Linked DNA regions of Hordeum vulgare: region 1 is linked to region 2. A link is a contact called in public Hi-C data. All regions are on one chromosome and are shown on one strand. Each heading gives the region's core, a stretch centred on a gene start, on an enhancer-like site or on the middle of the called end of the contact. The rest is flanking DNA. Distances are from core to core; before and after follow the strand shown. Region 1 holds the start of LOC123407187 (kinesin-like protein KIN-UB). Region 2 holds the start of LOC123412312 (AT-hook motif nuclear-localized protein 18-like).

Region 1 (6,851 bases), core at 631-3,130, 170 kb after region 2:
CTTAGAGGTTTCACTAAGAGCACAAGCTACTGTGATTACTGATGTAACATAGAGTCATGGAAACGAGAAAGGATGAACAGGTTTTACTCCAAAGGTTAAAATGATAAAGGTTAGAAGTTCACATACCTCCACAACTGGTTTAGCAACAACTTCATACACTCTCTTTTGCGAAGAAAACTCTGTAAGCACTTCATCGAATTCAAATGTGTCGGACTCCCAATTGTTTTTACGAAGCTTTAGTCTTTTGAGCTACACATCAAACGTTCATCCAGTGAGTACATAGGAAACTTGAAAGAATCTTGTTTCGCGCAGTATGCTAAACAGGAGATCAAACCTCTGGCTGGAGTTCAACACAGTCGGCAAAATCAGCATCCGCCGCCTGCTCTTCTGCGTTCCGAGGCCTTAGCCGTACAGCAACTCTAACTCTGCTTGAAACTGCAGGAAAATGGGGGAGGCAAAACTCATTTGATTAAAGAAACGCGGACGCTCCAGGTCAAATCAAAATCACCACGCACGCATGCAAATTTGCTTACGGATTCGGAATGACCATGTCAACCAAATTTAAAGCATAGCGTGCGATAAAAAATCTAGCAAAAGAAGCATTGATTTATTTCATCTCTGATAGGAAAATTGTGTCCTCCATTTCACAAAGTGATCTCTCTCGCTCTGCAATCACAGGGCACTTCCCGGACATGGTAAGCCAATTGCCTACTTTGAATGCGGACCACAATTCAGTAAGAGAAGAACAGGGGAACATTCAAGAAAATTATGGATGCACATCTACCAAGCCGTGCTCTTCAGTACCATTCGCAGTTACTGTAAACTGTACAAAATAAATTTCGAAGGGTAGGTGGCGCCGTGGTGGCTGGGCGCAGGGCCGTCGTGAGTGGTGCACGAGGCAGCTGGATGACGAACAGCAATGGTCCAAGCACAACTAAGGCTGCATCAGCAATGTCCTCCCGTCGAGGAAACAGCGTTTTCTATTTTGTAATGTGAAAAGAAACGAAAAGAAAAACGACCAGCACGGCATCCGCCATTGATTTAGCAGGAGGAATGGTGCGATCCAAGGATACTGTGACCCATTCACCAAGCGCATCTCAACCATTTTATTCTTCTCTCTACAGCTTCCAGGCGGCGGTGCAGAGGTGGCTGGGGAGCCACGTCACACGGCCGTCATTCAGGCGAGCTCGCGGGCGGCGGCGGCGCCGAAGGAGCAGAGCCTACACGGCCGTCCAAAATCCAAATCCGAAGAGGTTCCCCCCGAAGCGATCGCACCATCCAACAGAGACACGGTCGCCCGCGCCGGCGATTCGGAATCCGGAGGCCAAAGCGGGCAGGCCGGATCGCGGAGGGCCGGCGGAATGCGGCGGATCGGACCGGACCGGACCGCAAACCCCCCAAAAACAAACCTCCCGTGGATAACGATGACAGCAAATCCAAATCCGGATCCCGTTGAAGCGATGCGAGCGGAGCGGGGGCACCAACCTCCGGATTCGGACGAGTTGCGGCCCCCCGCGGCGGGGAGCGGGCCGGAGCTGGTGCGGCGGTACGCGCCGGAGGCAGCGGAGAGGCGGGGCTTCCCGGCGGGGGCCTTGGGCGTGGCGGTGGAGCTCTGCTGCCTGTCCATCTTCGCGGCCGTCCTGGACCCCAGCCCGCCGTTCCTGGCGCCGCTCGCCATTATAGGCAGCGGCGGCGGCGTCCGTGACAGAGATCACGGGGAGGCGGTGAGCCGCGAGGGAGGGGAGGGGGGGAGCACGGGGACGGAGGCCGGAGAATAAATGCGGTGAGGGGCGCGGGGCCCGCCGGGGGGAGGGGGGTGGAGGGCCGGCGAGGAGGAGGGAGGGTGGAGGCTGGCTGCTAGTGCTGCTGCTGCTGTGCTGCTGCTGATGGGTTGGTGGGCGGGGCGGAGCCGAGCCGAGCCGAGCCGCTGCACAATAGGGAGCTCTGCTGGGCCGCGTGGGCCGTATCTCTGGCTCTTCATGCGGCTGGTGTGGGCCCGCCGGCAGTCTGCTTTTTCCGGCGGGCGGGCCATGGGAAACCGCCGGTCCCACCGGGCAGCTTGTTGACGACGCGTGCGGCCGTGTGGAGCGTTTGAATCCGGCTGCCTCGCTCTCCTTTTTTACACTTGTGGTGGTCGATCAGTTTAGCTAATGGTCCATCTCCATAGCCATAGGGGTGGGCTAAAGGTGATAGGGGTGGTAAAATTTACTGTTTTTGACTTTTTTACGAAAAGTTAAGCCGAATTTGATCCTGGTTAAAAAAAATGACTCTTTTGCTACCGTCAGACCCTTGACGGTAGGGTATACCAACCTGCCGCCGAGGCCCGTGGAGGTAGGGTTACACGTCCACCATAAAAAGATCTGTAAGTTACGGACACAGTGCGCGCGAGTGTCTACCGCCGGACCCCTTGATGATAGGGCCATTTTTCTACCGTCAGTGGCCTCGGCGTTAGGTTGTTTCACCCTACCGCCGAAAGTTCTGGCGGTGCTAAAAGGGTCGGATCCGGAAAAAAAATATAATCAAAAACAAATCCGGCTTAACTTGTTAATAAAAGGTCAAAAGAGTGAATTTTACGGATAAGGGTTGAAGATATATGCACCTTTTTTCAGAGGACTTTGGCATGGGTCTTGGCAGCAAAAGAAGCACCTCGACTCCCCTCTATCCGTCCTTGCCTTGGCAAACAGCATGATCGATCGCGTCACCGTCAGTGTCACGCTGGCTGCATCCACAGGGTGCATACGTACGTACTGTATGTACGTACCACGGCATCTTAGATCCGGTTGGTTGGCGCCATGTTTCCATCCCCCGATCTCGACATCTTCCGTGCGGCCGGGGAGCTCGCTCGCTCGCAACCAAGCTAGCAAGGGACGGAGACGTCGCCATCTGCATCTGTATGTATGTTCCTTTCAAGTGACGGTGCGGCGCAGGAGCTATCTGACCTTAATTACCGACCGATATGGAGACCGGCCTGTAGACTCACTGTAGGCTGTGGTTGTACCGGACGAAACGCAACACGCGCCTCACCTGACCCCGACGGTGACACTCCAATTGCACCACATACCCAAATACGTAGGTGCGTAATCCCTCTGTCCGGTAATAAGTGTACTTTGTTTAACTTTATTAAAAAAAGGTGCTAGCATTTGTGATATCAAATTAGTATCAATAGATTCATCTTTATATGAAGTTTCTAAATATATCATTTTAATGTCATATACGTTGCTACTATTTTTTATAAAGTTGCTCAAATTCTAAAAAATTTGATTAACTACAAATCTATATATACAGAGGGAGTACGTACGTACACATCTCTCCCTGCGGTCACTGTTCTTGCAGGGGACGTATCGACCTTTTGTGTTTCTGTGCATGCACCATGTCCTCATTGTACCTATCGATGACTGAACCTTATTTCACCTTATATATAGGGAAGAAAAAAAGAAAAGGGTAGGCTTGGCTTGGCTGGCTAGCCAGGTATAGTAATAATATATTCCTTTGTGTCAGTATTTCTTTTTAACCTTTTTCGAAAAGTAATACGTATATATAAGAACGTCTTTCAAGATAGATAACCTTGAAAAACGCTTTTATAATATGAAACGAAGGGAGTAGTTGGGGCAGTATTTCTTTGCTTGGATTGCAGATTAAGGTTCGGTGGAGATTTACCCATCGGTGGGTAGGCACAACCGATCACACCCATGCAAGCAGCAGCTGGGTTCGTTTTCACCCACTCGGCCAAGACAAGATGTGCCCGCGGACGTTGATGAACACAACAGCACAACATCCACACAACCCTGATGCCCGCGGAGCTACAGGGTATGCCAGGTATGCCCCGGCATACCCTGAAATTACTGCAAGTTTATAGTATATATACATGTATTTATATAACAAAAAAAAACACTTGGATCAAGCCCATGTGGCCACAGGCCACGCCCACGCGGCCCATGCTAGCGATTGGAGAGGGGAGCCGAGTCCGACGCCAATTGGATCGAGGGCTCGAGGCACCACCGAGCCGCCGAGGCGCCGACGGTTCATCAGCAGCGTGCGCCTCATCATCTCATCCTCGTGCAACGCCGACGGTTTGAAAGTGACGCCCACACGGTCGCCACGGCCTCCTCCTCCTGACGGAGTGTTGCAGCATTAGGGTCCGCCTGGCCCGTCTGAATCGTCTGATTGATCAGCCAGCCGCCTGGCTCGCGCCGTTGGTCACTTCGACGATCTTGGCGTTCAATAATCAGTACACACAGGACTATTGGCCGCCTTCTGCGCTTGATTGTGGATTGATCGTTGTTGCTGCAATACATATTACAGGTTCTCAGCCACACGGTCGCAGGACTATTGATCTTGACGCGATCTCGGCGATCTTGGCGTTCAAATAAAGAGGCACAAAGTGTATGATTTGGTTTATGAGCTCCTCAAATTGGTATTGCTTCTACCAATGGCAATAGCAAAATTTGAAAGGGTATTTTCTTCAATGGTTTTAGTGAAAACAAAGTTACGAAGTAAGATGGGAGATAGTCTTTTGGATGATTGTCTAGTCACTTTTATTAAACGGGATATTTTCTTTCAAGTTGATGAAGATGATATTATCAAGACATTTATGTCCCTTCGAAAGCGTCGAATAAAATAGTCACAAAAATAGCATTGTAAGTCTCTAGTTCGCATGCATACCGATATTTTAATTATTAGTATGATTTTTGAACTATTTATATTGTATTTAGTGGATGGTCTCAGCTTAATCCATGAATTTAAGTCTTATCGTGTGTGATTTTTTTTTACCGGCATACCCTAATCTAAAATCCTAGATTCGCCACTGCTTATTGTGCTCTTGTTTATTCCTGTGTTAGTCGTACTAGTGATATGTATAGAAGCTTCTAATATATGTCTAGTACGCAATAATATGATCAAGCATAGGTACGAGTTTAGACTCTGTTTGGTTCCAATAAGTCAGGTGACTTATAAGTCAGGTGACTTAAAACCACTGACTTATAAGTCACCCTTGTTTGGTTGTCACCTGACTTATAAGTCACCTGACCACACCGGCGACCTCGTTGTCGAACTGGACAGACCTCGCCGCGCTCTGGACGCCGCCCGGCACGACGGCGATGTGGTCGTCGTCGACCTCGCCGAACAACGGCTCGCCGGAGTAGCGGAGCATGCAGGCGTCGAGCCAGACGACGGCGTCCTTCTTGGACGAGCAGAGGCGCTGGGCCTGGTCTCCCGCGGAGCGGATGCACTCGGCGCACGTCGTCCTGGGGACGTCCCCACGGCAGAGCGCCAGGCCGTGCACGTCGCCGGAGCTGCCGATGTCGACATAAGCCCCTGAGCGAGCGGATCCGGCCGGGGCGAGCTCGCGAGGGAGGGCGGCGGCGGCGAGCTCGCGATGGAGGGCGGCGGCGGCGAGCGGATCCGGCCGGGGCGAGCTCGCGAGGGAGGCCGGCGGCGGCGAGCGGGTCCGGCCGGGGCGAGCTCGCGAGGGAGGAGTGGGGTGCGCGGTGCCTGGGCGTGGTCACGGGTGGGCTGGCTGAAAAAGTGGTGGGACCCACCCAAAAGTAAGTGACTTATAAGTTTTAAGTTGGGGTGGAGCAACTTATGACTTATAAGTTGGGGTGACTTATAAGTTAAACCTGTTTGGTAAAATAAGTTACTTTTTGCACTTTTTAACTTATAAGTTGGTGACTTATTTGGAACCAAACAGAGCCTTAGTACTGTTTACATCATGCTCATGATTTATTTTTGGAATAATTCACTCAGAAAATTATTTATTTACTCAACATACTACCGCTTTTATAATGTCTTTTTAAGATTCCACTAGCGAAATACATACAGATGGACATACTTTAGAGTGTAAATTAATGCATTTTAGTTCGTATATAGTCTTTAGTGGAAAAATTTAAAAATCCGGAGGGAGTAGTACACTAGCTAGCATTGTCCCTCTAGCTCGCAGAGGGCTCCACTTGCCAGATCTGTCATTCTCCCAACTGTATCTATCGACGATGCTGTTTACATGATCTTGAGAAAGTCTGGATCTGCAGGTTTCAGCTCGGGATAATTCTGGGGAGACCGGGCGGCCAGCAGACAAGCTGTTGCATGGCCCATGCCAACGGGATCCAACCAAAACGAGCCATGCTTTTCCTTGGGCAAGTGAGAAATAATTGGAACGCTCGGGTGACACGCGCACGGTCGGCTCTCTCCGGAGAAAAGGCATGCATGCATGCCACTGCCAGACCCATCTGGATGTGGATGTGGATGTGGTTGGAAGCTGACATACATACATCGAGATATATAGAAAGGCACCGTCTGCTAGTGCTAGGTATGGATCCGCATGACGGCCAGCGCATGCAGCAGGGCAGGCAAGGCATTAAGCTAGATCTGTGACTGTGAGCATGACATTCTCTTAGTCGTAGCAGGGCACGACACGAGACGAGACAAGACCAGATCCATCCATATGCACAGGATGCCCCTGGTCCACCGAGAAATCATAAAAAGAAGAAATCTGTCGTGTCCAACCGATCGTGCTCCATGGCATTGCCATTGCCATTGCTCGCCATTGCCGTGGCCCGTGGCCACCTGGACGACGGCGACGTACGTACGGGGAAGTTGATGGACCGATCGAGATCGAGGCGGCCACGTCGCGGTGGGCGTGGCATGTCGGGCGGCGGGGGAGGGAGCACGAGCACGGCGGCAGCTGGTGGCCAGCGTATCCGTCCCTTTCCGGGCGGACGCGCCGCATCATGCGCCCAACTCCCAACGTACCTCCAGCTGCAGCGTCAATGCGTGCGTGCATGCCATGCAGGCATGTGTTTCCATTATTAAGGCCAAGCGACGGTCTCGTTAAAACGAACAAATAGGTCGGTCCA
Region 2 (6,989 bases), core at 4,392-6,891:
TCTAGCATGCATAACCACGAATCATCATCACTCTTGGCGAGCCAACACTCCGGTTGAGATTCATTAAGGTTGAGGATATAGAGCCTGTTCCGTGTGCGACTAACACGAGTTAGCACGTTCCGGAGGTTGTCGAAGATCGTCATCACTCCGTTCTCGATATCCACCTTGCATCCATTCTCGTCAAGCTTCCCGATAGAGATGATGTTGTTGCGAAGCCGTGAGATGTAGTACACTCTTGGTGAGTATGCGATGTTCGCCTGTGAGACCCTCGAAGAGGACAGACCCTTGCCCACAAATCTCCACATTTGAACCATCACCAAACTTTATCGAGCCTTCAACATCGTATTCCAGCTCAAGAAATTTCTCCTTGCATCCCGTCATGTGGCTACTCGCACCCGTGTCGAGATACCACGATACGTTGTGATCCCCGGATAACTTAGGTGTCACTTTCTTCTCATGAATTAGCACCTTCCGATTTGGTTTCACAACCACCGTTTCAGCGAGATCACAAACTTCGGCCATTAGAAGACCTGGACCTTCGTCTTCCTCCTTTGCCAAATTTTCTTTGATCTCTCGCTTGTCAGGCTCCGGACAATCCTTTGCAAAGTGACCCATCTCGTTGCAGTTATAGCACTTGACCTCGGACATATTCAAGTTCCGTTGCTTCCGCCCTTTAGATCGGTCAGCCTTACCACGACCTTGTGGCTTGCCTTTTCCTTTGCCTTCTCTGGTTTGTCCGCCGCGCGTTGCGTTGCTTGACCCATCATTGTCATTACACCTTCCTTTGCTACTTGGCGACTCCCAATCTGCACGCGAGTACATGAGTTGGTCACTACCTCCTCTATTGCCTTTTCGACAGCCACGAGCATTCTCTTCCCATGTACGCAAGCATCCGATCGCCTCCGTTATGGTCATGTCGTCGATGTCATAAAGCTGCTCGAGCGTGCCGATGATGTACGTGAATTTATCAGTCACCGAACTGAAAAATTTCTCCACAATCTCGGTCTCCTCGAGCTTTGCACCAAGCGCGCGGATCTCTCCCACCAAAGTAGTAAGACGCACGGCGTAGTCGTTCACCGATTCAGTTTCCTCCATCTGCAACTTGTGAAATTGGCGCTTCAGCACTTGTGCCTGTGCCTTGGTGACGCGATTTTCTCCGATCCTCATCTCCTTGAGTGCGTTCCACGCCTCTCTTGCCGTCTCTAACTCCGCCAATGTCATCAGCACGGAATCCGGCACAGACTGGGCTATGGCGGCCATGGCATCTTCGTCGCGCTCCTCGTCGACGTCGTCGTCCGTGATGGCCTCCCACACTCAAGGGATCGAAGAATAATCTTCATCTTCACCGCCCACACGCCGTAGTTGGCGTCGGTGAGCATCGGGTACTGGATGGGGATGTTGCGATGCGCCTGGACGTTGGCGCCGCTCGTTCCTCCACCACTGGTTGCTGACTTGACGCCCTTCTTCACCTTGTCGCCGTTCTTGTTCGCCTTGGCACCGCCCTTGCCGGACTTGACCGACTCAGCAACGCTGTCCGTCATCGTAGATCGTAGATCGTCAAGGCTCTAGATACCAATTGTTGGCTTTTAAACCGCTAGCTCGTATACCCAACGATCTGTGCGTGCAAGCTAGACAAGCAATCAACGAACAAGCAACCAAGCAAGCAGCTTAATGGATTGCTTGTTAGTCTAGTATTCGCGCGTGCTGCCGTGGAGTACGTACCGAGCCAATGCACTTCGACGGATCGATCAACAGAACTCGGCGTCGGTGGCTGCTACAAGCTCGTATCTATTGCTTTATTGCGTTTTGATCTTTCTGATCTGATGCTACAAGGGGTAGGGATACAAGTATATATATAGGTATAAAAAAGCCTACCAGCAAACCTACTCGGAAACGTATACCAGTACGACCCGGACGTTGGGTTTAATCCCTACACAGGCCACCTTCGAGTATTGTAGCTACGGTACAACACAATAGCTACAGTCAACAAAGAAAACTTCCCTCCACGTCCCAGGCAGCCGGGCGGCTGGCTGGGGGCCTGAATCCGCTTTTGGACGGAAGCAACGACGGGTGTGAGGACAACCATGGAGGATACACACAGAGAGAGGCAGAGAGAGGATGGGAGGGAGAGGGAGAACGGCCACGACAGCCATACGACATTGTAGATCAAACTGTCCTTGCGTGAAAGCAAGCTGCATTCCACCACCAGATCAGGCATCATACCGAAATCGTATGACCAAGCACCGTATGTTTTCGGGGCAGAAACACTAGGACAAAGAGCCAGAGAGGCAGTTTGGATTATGTTTTCTCTTCAACAAACCAGTTGGGACTCTTGCTCTCAACTAGAAAAAAAAAGGGTGTGCAAATCAGCACTAATAAGAGTCACGCGAGACAATAAAAAAATACAGGATACGGTGGAAAATAAGCATAGCAGAGAAAAACCTAACTGAAAAAGTCAACTTCAGTACGAAATGGCATAGCAAAAAGAAAGACAAAATGAAGAGATGGTGGAAAATAAGCATGGGCCAATGTTCGTGCAGCAAATAGTCAACTTAACTACGAAAGATGTATACTACTCCTACCATCACTTATCATGCAAAGCGCCTACTACAAGTTTTGGCAACATATATATGCGAACCTGCCCTATTAATAAGTCTTTTGCCATTCTCCTCGCTGAAAACCGAACGGTGTTAGCAACACAACGTCACCCTATCTTTTGTGATTCAACCTCATTATATATGAATATATCTCCTGCATGGAAAGGACCGGCAAAAATTAGCCAGCTTCACGCGTGTTCCTACGTAAGGTTTTACACGTGTGTGGAGAAAGATCGACGCCGATCCACGTAGTACGTTTAGTCATTTACTACTTCCCATGCAAACGCATATTCACACTTCAAGATTTACATGCATCATGCTCTCAGTGCGTACTGCGTAGTATTTGTGTTCTGTATCTTCTGGTATTAATCCCCGGGCCCTCCCCCTATCTTATGCAATTTTTATCATATCTGTCTATCTCAGATATATCTCCTGCAGGAATAACTGAAATTCAGCATGGTGCTCCGAAACGGTCAACTTGTGTATGATATCAGGCACTCCTCCTATTCGGACAGAGATGACGTTCTGGTATGGTAAGGTCTCTTGTGTGTATCTTTGACCAATATTTTTTCATACGAATATGCAAGCAAAAAAGTTATAAAATTGTTGTACTGAGAAAAAATATCATGGATAATCCTTTTAGTTCCATTTGATCAAACTAAATATTTTTACATGATACAAGTTAAGGGCCCCTTTGATTGAAAGGATTCTCATAGGGATTTTGGAGAATTTGAATCCCGAGGAATGTTTCCTATGTTAGCTATTTTATTCATAGGACTGAATTATATAGGAATATTTCCTAAGAATTTCTTTGTACTACATTTCATAGGAATTTTAGCATCCACTCAAACCTTTTTAAAAGAATCCTCTGTTTTTCTAAGGTGCAATGAACCAAACCATAATCATGTAGGATTGAAATGAGCATGGCAGACTGACCCTATGTTTTTCATATTCACTTGATTTTAGAGTCATGCGGGCCCTAAGTTTGAAAAGTATTGTCCTTAGGCAAATTAGAGAAGTTTGATAGCACACACTCTAAGGCATCATCTATGACAAATGTTGTACCTATCATGTTTGTACCCAGTGGCGGAGCCAGCTCAAATTTATAGCCTGGGCAAGATATACATGATGCCAAGTTAATTAGATTTTGCCCAAAAAACTATGAAGTAAACCATGTTTCACTACTAGAGCTCCATTCACATGCCCCATGGGAGCCCGGGCAGCAGCCCCGGCTCGCCGGGTGCTGTCTCCGCCACTGTTTGTACCATGATATGTATACCTATGTTTATGAGACTACATGTCATATAGAGCATAGCCTACATGATACGTTCACAAAAGTTCGGTCTATAGTATCATCAATGAAGTTCAAAAATTTCTTCCAGCAAACTCCCCAAACAACACTTCTCCTCAATGTTTGCGCCGGCAGTTTCACCATATCAAATTGTGTGAACCAACCCATTTATCCCGGGCTCGTAGGGTCGTGTGCATTAATCGATGCCAAGGTAAGGGCGCAGAAACCGGCGGCGTTTCCTCCTTTTCAGAAAGAAAATATGCGGGATTCCTGATAACGCTTGAGCTAGTCAACTTTCTTCTTATCATAAAAACATTCCACTTCCCTCTTGTATATGGAGTGCTATGTTTGGCATTACGATGCAATGTGGAAGAACCTTGTGACAGACACATTCGGTCACACGGTTTTGTGCAAAAAAGTTAAGTAATTCATGATTAAAAAGAATTGAATGTGCGTAGTCAAACGGGGTGGTCGAGAAAAATGATCACAATTTCGGTGTTGCTTTAGAGGAAAGTTTGTAAAAAAACTTTTCAAAAAATAAATGAATTTTGGTCTGAATTTAGTCTAAGATTTTAGGCCACTGATAACTCAGTATGATTTTAACACGACATAGCGTCAATGATATTATTTTTTTCTTATGTAGCCCCGTCTATATCCCGCATTTGAATGACAAAGGCCAATGCAATCAATTTTTCTTGCCAGAAAAGCTTTACAGTTCTGTTAAGTGTATCTTATGATCTGCTTAGCATTGTTATGCACACGAATGCCAAAAACATTTATGCAGACCAATGCGGAAAACATTTATACTGGCCCAATCACTGAAATGAATGGTCATGGTCAAGTCCCCTAGAGGGCGAGCAAGCGGAGCACAACTATTTTGGTTTAATTTGCCCCCTTACAGAAACTAATATTCTCAACCCCGTAGAAATAACCCAAATAGTCAAGTCCCCGTGGCGACGGCCGAGCGTATCACAACAATTGAATAAATATTTCATACCAATAATAATAACGAAAACGAACTACATTTTGAACTATCGCCCTCTATATATTGCATTTAAACGATAGGGTCCAAGACCCCGTCAACTTATATTTCTTAAAAATGAATCTAGCACCCCCCCCCCCCTCATGTGTGCTCCGCTTAAACAGGGTTTTAGTTATTCACTGACAGGAATATCGTAAGCCAAGCCGAAATAATCAAAGGTTTTTCTTTAATTTTGGAATTGTTTGATGAAACTTTTCTCATGACAGATGACTTTGTCAAACAAAATCTTTGAAAATGTACGTGGGTTGAATTTGAGAGGCTGTTATCTTATCTGCGTCGCGGATTTGATATATCTCCACCGAAAACTGGGGGTAGGAAAACGATTCAAACCCCGGGCGGGCGAGCGGGCGGCGAGGCGATGAGGTATGGGTATAGCTCCACCGGCCCGCACGGTCAACACCGCGCTTGCCCGCAGCCTGCAGCGAGACATGCATGTCAGGGGGGCCGGCGACGTGGCCAGCACCAGCCGCGGCACTGATCTCATCTCCATATCTGACCGCCCGACGCGATCGCCATCAGGAGACGGCGACCCCAGGGCCGGAGCTCCTCCCGTGGGCCCCACCCCACCACCACCCTCGCCCTTCCTGTGGGCCCGGCGCCCCACCCCAATCTACGCGCTTGTCTTAACCCCCCCTCCCCCCCTACCCTCCTCCGAGCACCGCACCAAACGCAAAACCCGGCCTTTGAGCTTTGACCACCTCCTCTCCTCCCTAGCTCCGTCCCCGCTCCACCGTCGTCGTCGTCGTCGTCACCGCGTCGCGTCTTGCTTGCGAGGGGAGCGAGGATTTGGTCGATGGATCCGGTGGCCGCGGCGGCGCACGGCGGGGGGCACCACTTCGGGCCGCCCGTGGGGTCGTTCCACCCGTTCCACGGCCACTTCCCGGGGCAGCAACCGCAGCAGCAGCAGCAGCAGCAGCAGCAGCACCCGGCGTTCCAGCATTTCCAGGACCACCACCACCAGCTGCTTGGCGGGATGCTGGCCAAGCAGGAGCTCGTCGACGAGAGCAACACCACCATCAACAGCGGCGGCAGCAACAACGGCAACAGCGGCGGCGAGGGCGAGCAGCACATGGGTGGTGGTGGAGGAGGAGGAGGGTCCATGCAGCAGCACGCGGGCGGCGGAGGAGGAGGGGAGGAGGGGCAGCTTCAACAGCAGCAGCAGGCACTGGCGGTGATGCGGCGGCCCCGGGGCCGGCCCGCGGGGTCCAAGAACAAGCCCAAGCCGCCCGTCATCATCACGCGGGACAGCGCCAGCGCGCTGCGGGCGCACGTCCTCGAGGTCGCCGCCGGATGCGACGTCGTCGACTGCGTGGCCGCCTTCGCGCGCCGCCGCCAGGTCGGCGTCTGCGTGCTCAGCGGCACGGGCGCCGTCGCCAACGTCTCCGTCCGCCAGCCCGGCGGCGCCGTCGCCACCCTCGCCGGCTGCTTCGACATCCTCTCGCTCTCCGGCTCCTTCCTGCCCCCGCCGGCGCCTCCGTCGGCCACGGGGCTCACCGTCTACGTCTCCGGCGGCCAGGGCCAGGTCGTGGGCGGCTCGGTCGCCGGCGCGCTCGTGGCCTCCGGCCCCGTGGTCATCATGGCCGCCTCCTTCGGCAACGCCTCCTACGAGCGCCTCCCCCTCGACGACGAAGAGCCATCCGCAGCGCAAGGCCTCGCGCAGGCGCACTCCTCCCCTCCGGCGCTCCCATTGCCGACACACCACCAGCAGCAGCAGCCGTCCTCCCTGGCGCAGACGCCAGACCACCACCTCCCCCACAACCTGCTGAACGGCCTCCAGCTCCCCGGCGACGCCTACGGCTGGACCACCCCCGGCGGCACCGGCGGCCGCGTCTCGCCCTACTGATCATCAACCGATCCATCAACGCGCATGGAGGGACGGAACAGAAGCTAAGAGCTCATCCATTACCAACTCCTACCTCCTCTGCTAATTATGCTCCTCATCAATCAATCACTCAATCAATCAACCGATCGATCTCGATGGTGCTGTTGTTAGTTGTTACAGACTGCTTGCAAAGTAGCAAGAGCATCCATGGACCATGGTGAAACAAACTAGAGTTTC

What was found. A called contact is a pair of places that touch in the nucleus more often than the background predicts.
Region 1: a Hi-C map of seedling shows a contact between it and region 2, with 5 times the contacts expected there. The contact joins the promoter of LOC123407187 here to the promoter of LOC123412312 in region 2. A contact is called at or near these places in 3 of 6 Hi-C or Micro-C datasets (leaf and seedling).

The regions. Positions count from the first base shown.
Region 1 is chr7H:23,905,549-23,912,399 of MorexV3_pseudomolecules_assembly, forward strand. LOC123407187 (kinesin-like protein KIN-UB) reads right to left here and starts at 1,881. Exons shown (of 19, transcript XM_045100265.1): 1 at 1,486-1,881; 2 at 335-435; 3 at 127-249. The coding sequence starts at 1,678.
Region 2 is chr7H:23,732,709-23,739,697 of MorexV3_pseudomolecules_assembly, forward strand. LOC123412312 (AT-hook motif nuclear-localized protein 18-like) reads left to right here and starts at 5,642. Exons shown (of 1, transcript XM_045105266.1): 1 at 5,642-6,989. The coding sequence starts at 5,724. The coding sequence ends at 6,773.